3 separate regions of the Mus musculus genome follow, and regions 1 and 2 are each linked to region 3. A link is a contact called in public HiChIP or PLAC-seq and promoter capture Hi-C data. All regions are on one chromosome and are shown on one strand. The core of a region is the stretch at or near the end of the contact, and the rest is flanking DNA. Distances in the headings are between cores, read along the strand shown.

The links. Promoter capture Hi-C pulls out the DNA fragments that hold promoters and counts their contacts. HiChIP or PLAC-seq counts read pairs in DNA pulled down with a chosen protein or histone mark.
Region 1: a contact with region 3 is called in an H3K27ac HiChIP or PLAC-seq map of microglia, with 5 times the contacts expected there. The contact joins the enhancer-like site here to the promoter of Mre11a in region 3. A contact is called at or near these places in 1 of 39 promoter capture datasets (pre-B cells), 2 of 115 datasets of contacts at active chromatin or transcription factors (bone marrow-derived macrophages and microglia) and 1 of 9 other capture datasets (adipose tissue).
Region 2: a promoter capture Hi-C map of pre-B cells shows a contact between it and region 3, with 2.8 times the contacts expected there. The contact joins the promoter of Smco4 here to the promoter of Mre11a in region 3.

The regions. Positions count from the first base shown.
Region 1 is chr9:15,540,476-15,543,435 of GRCm38.p6, forward strand. The region is part of intron 2 of Smco4 (single-pass membrane protein with coiled-coil domains 4); the gene reads left to right. Gm46152 (a long non-coding RNA gene) reads left to right here. Exons shown (of 2, transcript XR_001779361.2): 2 at 1-2,960. Among named protein-coding and RNA genes, the nearest start is that of Gm51703, 3.5 kb to the left of the region's middle. Within about 2 kb of position 1,571, at least 82 of the 459 cell types and tissues checked have an H3K27ac peak or open chromatin away from gene starts, as enhancers often do. A contact at or near this core is called in bone marrow-derived macrophages and microglia, where this site is marked.
Region 2 is chr9:15,492,082-15,494,997 of GRCm38.p6, forward strand. It overlaps Smco4 (single-pass membrane protein with coiled-coil domains 4), which reads left to right and starts at 1,351. Exons shown (of 3, transcript NM_001359604.1): 1 at 1,351-1,548.
Region 3 is chr9:14,782,780-14,785,940 of GRCm38.p6, forward strand. Mre11a (MRE11A homolog A, double strand break repair nuclease) reads left to right here and starts at 1,875. Exons shown (of 20, transcript NM_018736.3): 1 at 1,875-1,978; 2 at 2,652-2,749. The coding sequence starts at 2,730. Ankrd49 (ankyrin repeat domain 49) reads right to left here and starts at 1,794. Exons shown (of 3, transcript NM_019683.4): 1 at 1,741-1,794; 2 at 1-183. The coding sequence starts at 90.

The sequences.
Region 1 (2,960 bases), core at 321-2,820, 760 kb after region 3:
GCTCCAGACTCTCAGTTATCTCTTGGGTATTTCCATGGCAGCACCCGTTCGGCATCCTTACACGTGGGCAGGTATGAAGAAAGTTAACGTCTTCCTGGGGTCTTGTCTCCCCAGTACCAGGCCTTCCTCTTGTCCTCATGGTGTTTCTCATGATGGTGTCACTAGACAGCTGGTGGCTGACCCAGTGTCTCCAGAACTTGGATTCCTCTTGATTGTCACTGCCAAGTCCTCACTGGCCAAGTGTGATGCCAGTAAGGCCTACCCATTGGACTTCTGGCAAGCAGCTCCAACTGCTTCATCATGTTGAGTGCTTGGTGTCTAAGACTCCAACACCCAGTAGACCATTCCACTTTTGCTTCTCCCAGGACACCCTGCTCACTGTGCCTCCCTGTGTATGCCAGGTTATTTTATTTTATTTTGCCAACTTGGCACAACTAGGGTCAGTCTGGGAAGAGAAAACCTCGCCTGAGAAAATGTCTCCATCAGATTGGCCCATGATTGTTGTGGAAGGGCCCATCTCATTGTGGATGATGGTACCCCTGTGCATGTGGTTCCTGAATTACATTAAAAAAGCAAGCTGAGCAAGCTGTAAGAGCAATCCAGTAAGCAGTGCTCCTGTACAGTCTATGTGCTTCAGTTTCTGTTTCTGCCCCTGCCCTGACTTCCACAGTGATGGATAATGGTCAGGACATGTAAGTCATAAGCCCCATCTTCTCCAAGTTGCTTCTGATCATGGTGTTCATCACAGTAGCAGGCAGCAAACTAGAACACTATCTCAAGCCATCAAGGGCCTTTTGCTGCCCTTGGAATGAAGCCCCCGCCTCACTAAGATCCTGGGAAGAGCTGACTCTGTAGCCCCCGTGCTCCACCCACTCCTTACTTCAAGCTCCCAGTAGTTGCTTGGCCCCTCCTGGTTCAGGCTCCTCTTTGCCCCTTCCCTGTGCTCTTCCCAGCTGTTGTCTTGGCTAGTTCCTTTACACTCAGGGTTTCCCTTTCAGTTATGACTTCAGAGTTGCTCTCTCCATCTGCCCACACTACAGGTGCACCAGAGCCATCCATAACCTGCTAAGGCGCCTAGAATTTGGACTGTATGTCCTGTGAATGTAGACTAAGGTGGTGCCATCCCTGGGGCTTCTCAGTATGTAGAGAGCTGGTCATGGAGGCTGGGGTCTTTGATTATTAGCTGCACATACTTGGGAGGTACCAGCAGCAGTTGAAGGATCAGGATGGGAAGTCAGACACTGTACTGTTAGCTAGAGTGGCTACTTAATGCAGTGACTCAAGGTGCTGTTGGCCAGCCTGAGGGAACTCTGAGGGAGGGAACAGCTGTGGGGCTGGCCTAGACAGCTTCACAGTGAAGTGGCCACAGTCAGGCACTAATATTGGTTGCTTGTTCAGGAAGAGGAAGGACCCTGTGTGCTGCCCCTCACGTAGTCACAGGTCACTGGGTACTGTCTACAGACTGGGTAACTGCTGGAGGATATTTTTCCTCTTTAGCCCATGGTGTTCTCTGAACAGTAGAGAAACTAAAGCCTGTTGCACAACACTACAGTTCAGATTCAATTACTCCAGTCTGGGTTTCACCCAGCCTTGTTTGCCCTCAAGCACAGCCACTGAGAATCCCCAGATAGTAGATAAGGCTCAGGAAAGTTCAACCTGCTCTGCCTGAGCCGGGAGCAGATGTGTGTTAGAGGTGTCTCAGCCAGCCGGTGCCTCCCCTGACCCAGTGGGCAGGCCTAGAGCCTTCCTGGACCTTGCACGTTCCCCCTTTAGATCCCTGTGGTTTTCATTGTTTAGATGATGTCAGGGCCTGGGGAAGTAGCCTGTGAGCTGCACTTCTGAGCTGTGAACACGCTAGCAGAAGTCAAGTCAGTCATGTCTAGGCTTCCTGAGCTTCATGCCTTCCTTCCAAGGAGCAGTGATGAGCAGTTCTGCTACAGAACTCCAATAGCAGATGTCCTCCTTAGTTATCTACAAGAGAAGGGGCTTACTTGGACGCACGGTTTAAAAGTTTGTTAGTCCTCTTGATGGACACCAAAACAAGAGAGGGAGGGGGAGGGGAATGCATGTCAGTGACCTAAGCTCTGCCTCTTAAAGGTTCCAGCACCTCTCAACCGCACCCTAGGCTGGATACTAGGCTTGTCACAGCTGGGCCACTAAGAAGAATCTAGTGGCTGTTGTCAGTACCTACTATAGATGGAGTTGCTGAAAAGTTAGGGGAGCAAACTATTCCTTGGTTGAGGCTGATGTTAACCTTCATACGGAGTTGCCTGATTGGATGAAGTATGCATTCAGGTTTCCTAAGAGATTACCTTACAATGAAAAAGAACTTAGCCTCTGCCAACTAACAGGCTCACTCAGATATGAATGTCTGCTTCCTTGTTAAGATGATAGTAAGATAACAGAGGCCACACACAGCTCCAGACAACACAGAGTACATGGTCTCTGGTATAAAAGTCCTTGTCAGAGGAGCACTGGGGAATAGCTCTTCCTAACCTCATGTTTGTCCCCTGGTTGTTGTTTGGCCACCATCTTGGTTATTGTATCCCTACCTAGTATCTCACTCTGACTCCTCCATGTTTGGAGATTGCTCTGCTTGCTATGAGAGTTGGAAGGTGGACTGTGGACATACTGAACCTGAGCCTGGGCTGGACAGTGTGGAGTTGGTCCTGGCAGTCAGCATTACATCTGTTTCTAGCGCCATGTGAAAAACACATAGTGACACTGTGGCTGACAGAGAAGACACAGGCTGTGGTTCCTGTACAATGGGAACTGGATCTGAACAAGGATTGTGGCACCATGGCACTCATCACACTGCCCATTTTCTGAGCTGACCCTCTTTTGTTTTGAAGAATCTGAGGTGTCAAAAGTTCTGGGTGAAGTTCTCAATTTGAATTAGCCAAAGTATATTTCTGTTGCTTAAAACTAAGAAGCCGAGTTCTCTAGAGAGGTGAGCTATA
Region 2 (2,916 bases), core at 101-2,600, 710 kb after region 3:
CACAGAAGAACACTTGCTACTCCCCCAGGGGGCTTGAGTTTCACTCCCAGCACCCACAAGTGGCTCACAACCTCCTATAACTGCAATTCCAGGGGATCCAATGCCTCAAACAAAATTAACCTTAAAAAATAGCCTTTATTTCTTTCTGTGCGTATCCTCAAGTGCCTGAAGATGTGGAAATCAACTGTCTCTCCTCCATGGTTTGCTGTCTTGTTTTCTTGAGACAGGGTTTCCCACGGAACCTAGACCTCAGCCTTTGGCTAGGCTGGCTGGCCAGGGATCTGAATGTCTCCCCTAGGATTACACACACACACACACACACACACACACACACACACACACACACACACACACTCTCTCTCTCTCTCTCTCTCTCCCTCTCTCTCTCTCTCTCTCTCGATGTTATACCTAGGTTTTATGGGGGTGCAGGGATCTGAACTTAGGTGCTAACGCTTGGGTGGTAGGTACTTTACTGAGTCATCTCGTTAGATCCCCAGTAGTCTTCTTACATGTGTATTTTCGCCCTGCACTGGAAGAGTAACAATACGAATGAGTACCAGGCAGGGCTATGCTAAGCGCTGTATATGATCTCTGTATATCTTCAAATATAACACCGGCAAGTAGGTTTTTATGACTATACCAGGAAGAAGGTTTTATGACTCTTACGGATGAGTTCATTTTTGGCAAAAGGAGATTAGCTTTCCTAAGACGTCTCAACTTTTAAGAGGTTGATTTAAAACCCAAATGTGTTTGGCTAAAAGTCCTTAATAACATTTAGCTTAGGGCCTTATGGGGCTTTAATACTGATAAGGGACAAGGAGTCCCATTTTATTTATAACAAGCTGAACATTATAAATAAACAAACCCAGGTCAGAACATTCCCTTAGGGGAGGAGATCTGTGATTGTATTTTGTTTCCTCATAAACCCCAGGCACAGGTCACAGAACAAACTACCGCCATTGGACACTAACCTGTTCTCTAACCTGCGCCAGGTATGGATGTACTTAAGGGCTACCTGAACACAGTTCTTCAAGGGTGACCTCGTGGGGAAGCCAGTGCTTCTGGTCACAGTCCGCTTGACAGGGCGGGACCGCCATGTAGAACCTGATACCCATTTTCAAGAACAGGGACCCTAAACCTCCCCTTCTCCCCTCAACAATGGCGGAGGCGCATCTGAGTGCACCTGGCCTGTTAGCAGTGGAGCACGCAAGAAAGCACTTCGCTTTTGCAACCCAGACCGCCACCTGCCATTTACGGGTTCCCTGACACAGGGTGCTTCAGGCCTGGCTGCCTTCTGGGCGTGACCGCACGCGTGCGTCTCCTCCTCCGGCGGGCTAGGCGGCCTGGCCTGCCGGGCGTCCGCAGGGTGCAGGGTGCCGCGTGGCCCGGCCCCGCGTTAGGGTTAGGGAGCAGGATTCGGCTTCCCGGCGGCAGAGGGCGCCTGGAGCCGCGGTCCCGCGCCCCGGAGCCGCCCGCGAGGCGCGAGCAGAGGCGAGGCGGGCGAGCGGCGGCCCCTGCCACGTACCCGGCCGTGCGCGGCGGCGGCAGGTGGGCGCGGGGGCTGCGGGGACCGCGCGGCTCCGAGCGGGGCCTCCGCGTGCTGGTGCTGGGGGCAGGGGCGCCGCGGGTGGAGCGCGCTGGCGGGCGGGACGGCTCTGCGCTCACCGCTGCGCCTTCCGGGCCGGGCCGGGAAAAGTTGGGGCGGCGCGCTGGCCTCGGGGGCCGGGCGGGAAGTGCGGCGCGGGCGGCCGAGGCCCCGCGTGGGAAGGCGGCCCCGCGCGGACACGCGGGGACACGCGCGGCCCGCAGAGGGGCGCGCGTTTGCAGGTGGCGGCGGGTGGCGGAGAACCCAGCGGGGCGGCGGGGACGGGCTGGCCTCTTCCCCGCTGCGGCCCAGGGGCCCGGCCGAGAGTTGGGGGCCCCTCGTGGCGTTCGGGGTCCCCGTGGGGAAGGAGCTGAGCGTGGTTTGCTGCGTCGCGGGCTCCAGGACCACCCCTCCCGGTGCCTCCTCCACCTCACACTGCGGTGCGTTTGTCCTGGGGAAGTTGAGCGGGCCGCGGAGTGGACGGTATGTGCAGGGTGTTTGAAGAGAGTGGGATGGGACCGCATGAAGCACGCACACCCACCCAACCTCTCATTCCCGGCTCAGTGCGAAACTCCCGGCCCCCTAGCGTTTAAGAGATTCTCCGGGCTGGGCCAGCAGCTTCTCAAAGCTGCACAGCACATCTAGGCATAGTGTGTGGCTAGGAGACATGGCCTCTGATTTTCTGTCTGTCGCTGGCCACTTCCCAAACAAGGTTTCAACAGATGCCCGTGCGTTATTAGAACAACCTATGTGGTGCCCCTTGATGAACTTGATGGCCCGTCCCCAATACGCTTAGTATTCAAATCACCTCCATGCCTCCTTGAGTGCAGTGGAGCATAGCTGTGGGCCCAGGCCATGGGCCTCTTGAGTCGTTGCGAGAGTCTAGATGTGTCAGCAGGACATGACCTTGGGTGAGCCCTATGGACCTCAGTGTTCTAATCTGTGCAATAGGAGAAAAAAGCCAGATAATTTACAGAAGGCAGGAGGAGGTTTCCGAGGATAGCCTGAAGTGTAGCCTTGTCTGACGTGCAGTCTCTCATGTGTACAAATGTTTCTACTTGCCCCCAGAAAGAAATTAGGATAGCTTTGAAGAAAACAGGAGCTAAAAAGATTGAACACACAAAGCAAGAAAGTCGTAACTGGTACTAGGTGTACGTTGGAGTGCTGTACTCACGAAGGTAGTGGGTATTATGGGCTACTGGTCTTTGCTATAAAGTCGCTTCTAGAGCTGAGACCATACTGAACATGCCATCCATGGGCATGAATTGCTTCTTATTGTAGCGTTCAAGCCTGGGGTGGTCGCTCAGCTGGCTTGATGGGGCCCTTCCTGA
Region 3 (3,161 bases), core at 625-3,124:
TTTCAACAATTCAAGCTGGTTAAACTGTTCAGAAAAGTCCACAGAGTTTTCCAGGTCTGGTTTTTCATCATCCTTTTTTTCTTTTTCCATTTTTACTACTCTTTTAAATAAAAAGCATTTCAAGTACTAGGGCGCAATCTTTAAGGAGATGAATTATGTCTGCATTGTTTGATTCTTTCTAACCTGAAAACACAAACACAACAGTTGTTAGCACAGCAGTAACTAGATATTATTAACAGCACGGATACAACCTTACAAACAAGCCAGATAAATTCTATGTCATAAGGCTTTGGTGTTTTCTCATATCCATTAAGTTTACTAAATATAAGATTTCAGAGATTTCTGCTATCTATGATCATTTATAGTCTTTACCTTTTAGAAATGCTTTCTTCTACTAAGTAAATGGCTACAACTATCTTAATTTTAATCTATTAATTTAGGTATGTTAAAACTGATGGAGTCCTGACAGTGAGTACACAGGAGGACCATAGTTCACCCAGTCCTAAAAGATTAGTCTTCTGATAAACTGCCATATTAATTTATACACTGACATCAACTTCAAGAGTTACCTAGCACATAAGCCTTAAAGAAAATGAGAAGTTACTTTGAAAACCATCAATCTTTTAACCATATTTGTTGAATTTGGCAGTTTTTTGTTGCTATTGTTAGTGTTACCACTTCTTTCTGTTGACCCAATTAGAATCTAATGTTTATTATTTCAGGTGCTATGTCTTATATTGTTTTGCTATTAAGCTTTTAAGGATAGGCCATCTTTAACACAGATTATTATGCCATTTGTATGTAACCTGCATTAAGAACTATTTGTATCATTAAACTTAAGACCTATCATTTAATCTTGCTCTGAATGGCCTCTAAGAGGAACTTAGTTATACACACTCCTCATAGATTTGTTCTACTTAATTTCAAGTTTAATATTCCATTGTCCAATTAAGCTTCATCACTAGTGACAAGAGTATCAGAATCATGACCAATGACTTCTTAGGGCCTATAAACTCCATTAAGGGATTTGTTAAGGTTTTGGCAGCATTGTGTTTTTCTTTTTTCTTTTTTAAAAGAACTATCAGAACTATTTTCTTAACATTTTCAATATTTCCTTTCACTTCAAACTCATTTTTTAAAAAGCTACTATACACCAATTCATTAAGCGCTTAACAGATGTCACTAACCAAAATATGGCACAGATCGCAGCCCCCCTTCCCACACCTGAAAACTCCTTCATATTAATTCTTAACTTATTGTCTTGGTATGCTTAATTAAAAAATCAAACCCAAATGTATCTCGACTCTGGGTATAAAGCTCGATGCATACTATTATGGAGGAATAGGATGCATTTCCTAATTTAAAGGGAACCCTCCATTTTGAGAGAGATAGCAACTGTTCCAGTTCTCATCTCATTGGGTGGAGCCCCCCATTTCAGAGGCCTGCGCTCGGGTACTGACAGATCACTGTCGCTGCGGTACACGGGCCCTTCTGAGGTCCTGAGGGGGTCTGCTCTAACTCAAGGCTCCAAATCATTTCTACTGCACTTTCTTCAAGGTTCTCTGAAAACACAAAACCGAGGCTTCTGGGGCGATCGTCAGGGGAAGCAGGGAAGAAAGGTCTTTGGTCTAGCAGGCGAGGCCTTCCGAATCGCAAAGCGAAGACTCTGCCACGATGCTACCTGCGAGGTGGCCGGCCGCCCACAGCCGCCCGCCCCACCGCTCCGGACACGCGCCTCACCTTTCACAGAGAGAACCTCACCGAGAACTTCCTTTCCGGGTTCGCCCCTTCGCTGCTCAGGATTGGCTCCTGTGAGGTGACGGAGCCATTCTGTAGCCAATGAGAATCTAGACATTCTGTGATGTCACGTCATCAATGGATCTCGCGAGAAGTACGGATGCCGCTCTCCCGCGCCTAATTCAGGTTTCTGGGAGCGGTTTTCTTGTGGTTCTGGAGACTCCCGCCCCCTTTTCCTGAGGTAGAGATGGCTTGTGGCCTCCCTGGTCGACTCTGACAAGTCCATGTTGGGTAACTTAGGCTTTGCTACGGTCTTGTAGCGTGCGGGTCCGGGGCGAACGGAAGCCCCGAGTGCGTGGGGCCGTTAGGGAAGACGGGCCGGGTGGGCATGGAGGGATGCGGGCTCTGCGTTCCGCCTCGGAGTCCGCCTCGGAGTCCCGCGGGTGGGAGGTCTCCTGTAGTGGCAGCGCCGCCTTCGCCGAGCTGGGGATGCGAGGTGTTCCACTTAGACCATGTGTTGGTTATTTATTCTGTCTTTAAATGTGGGCTGCCCCATAAAACCCATGTTAGTGTTAAGAGTATGGGGTGGCCTCTGATTCAAAGTCCTGCGCGGAGCAGCTTAAATTATGCACGTAGAAAGTTACGTTTCATTTTTCCTGTCCAGGGGTTTACTACACACCAATCTCATGAAGAAGATAGTAGAGAAATAGTAGTGATAGTGCAATTAGGACTTCACTTCAGGATGTGGCTTTCTGTTCTTAGGTCATGAAACAATTATAGTAAGTGTTGAAGACGTACATAGGACTTTCTCAAAATCACTAGCGCTTGTTCAAAAAGTCTACCCTGCAACTGAGCTCATGTTAGTGAAATATGTGCAACCTTTATAATATGTGCATTTTGGTATTTATTTTTAGAGTTTGGATTCGAGTGGTTTTTCTGACATACCTGAACACTTGGAGAGGAACCTGGTACAGAGGAACTCTACTATAAAAATGAGCCCCACAGATCCACTGTAAGCCTGACATATTAATTGTGATGACCTTACGAGAAAAGTGATATTTTAATATAAACAGCAACAGAATTTAATAATGGATAGAGTATCCCCCAAAACGTCTGTCATGCATAATTAAAAGCACATACTTATGCTTATTAGCAATAAATAAATAAATAATGAGGTGGAGCAATAGATGAATGTGTTGCAGTAATTACATGGCCATGCAGGGAGGCTCATGCTCTCTGGCTTTGTCTTAGTCTCGAGTCTATAAATAGTCCTTTAGAGTAAGTTACCCTAGTTGAAGTGAATTTGAACAAAATGGAAAGAAATAAAAGGACTATAGAAGTCAGGTGGCAGAAGAAAATCCTTGAACACGAGTGGTGTCTTCCACTCTGGTTTCAAGTTCTTGGTCAAAATTAGCTGTTTAATG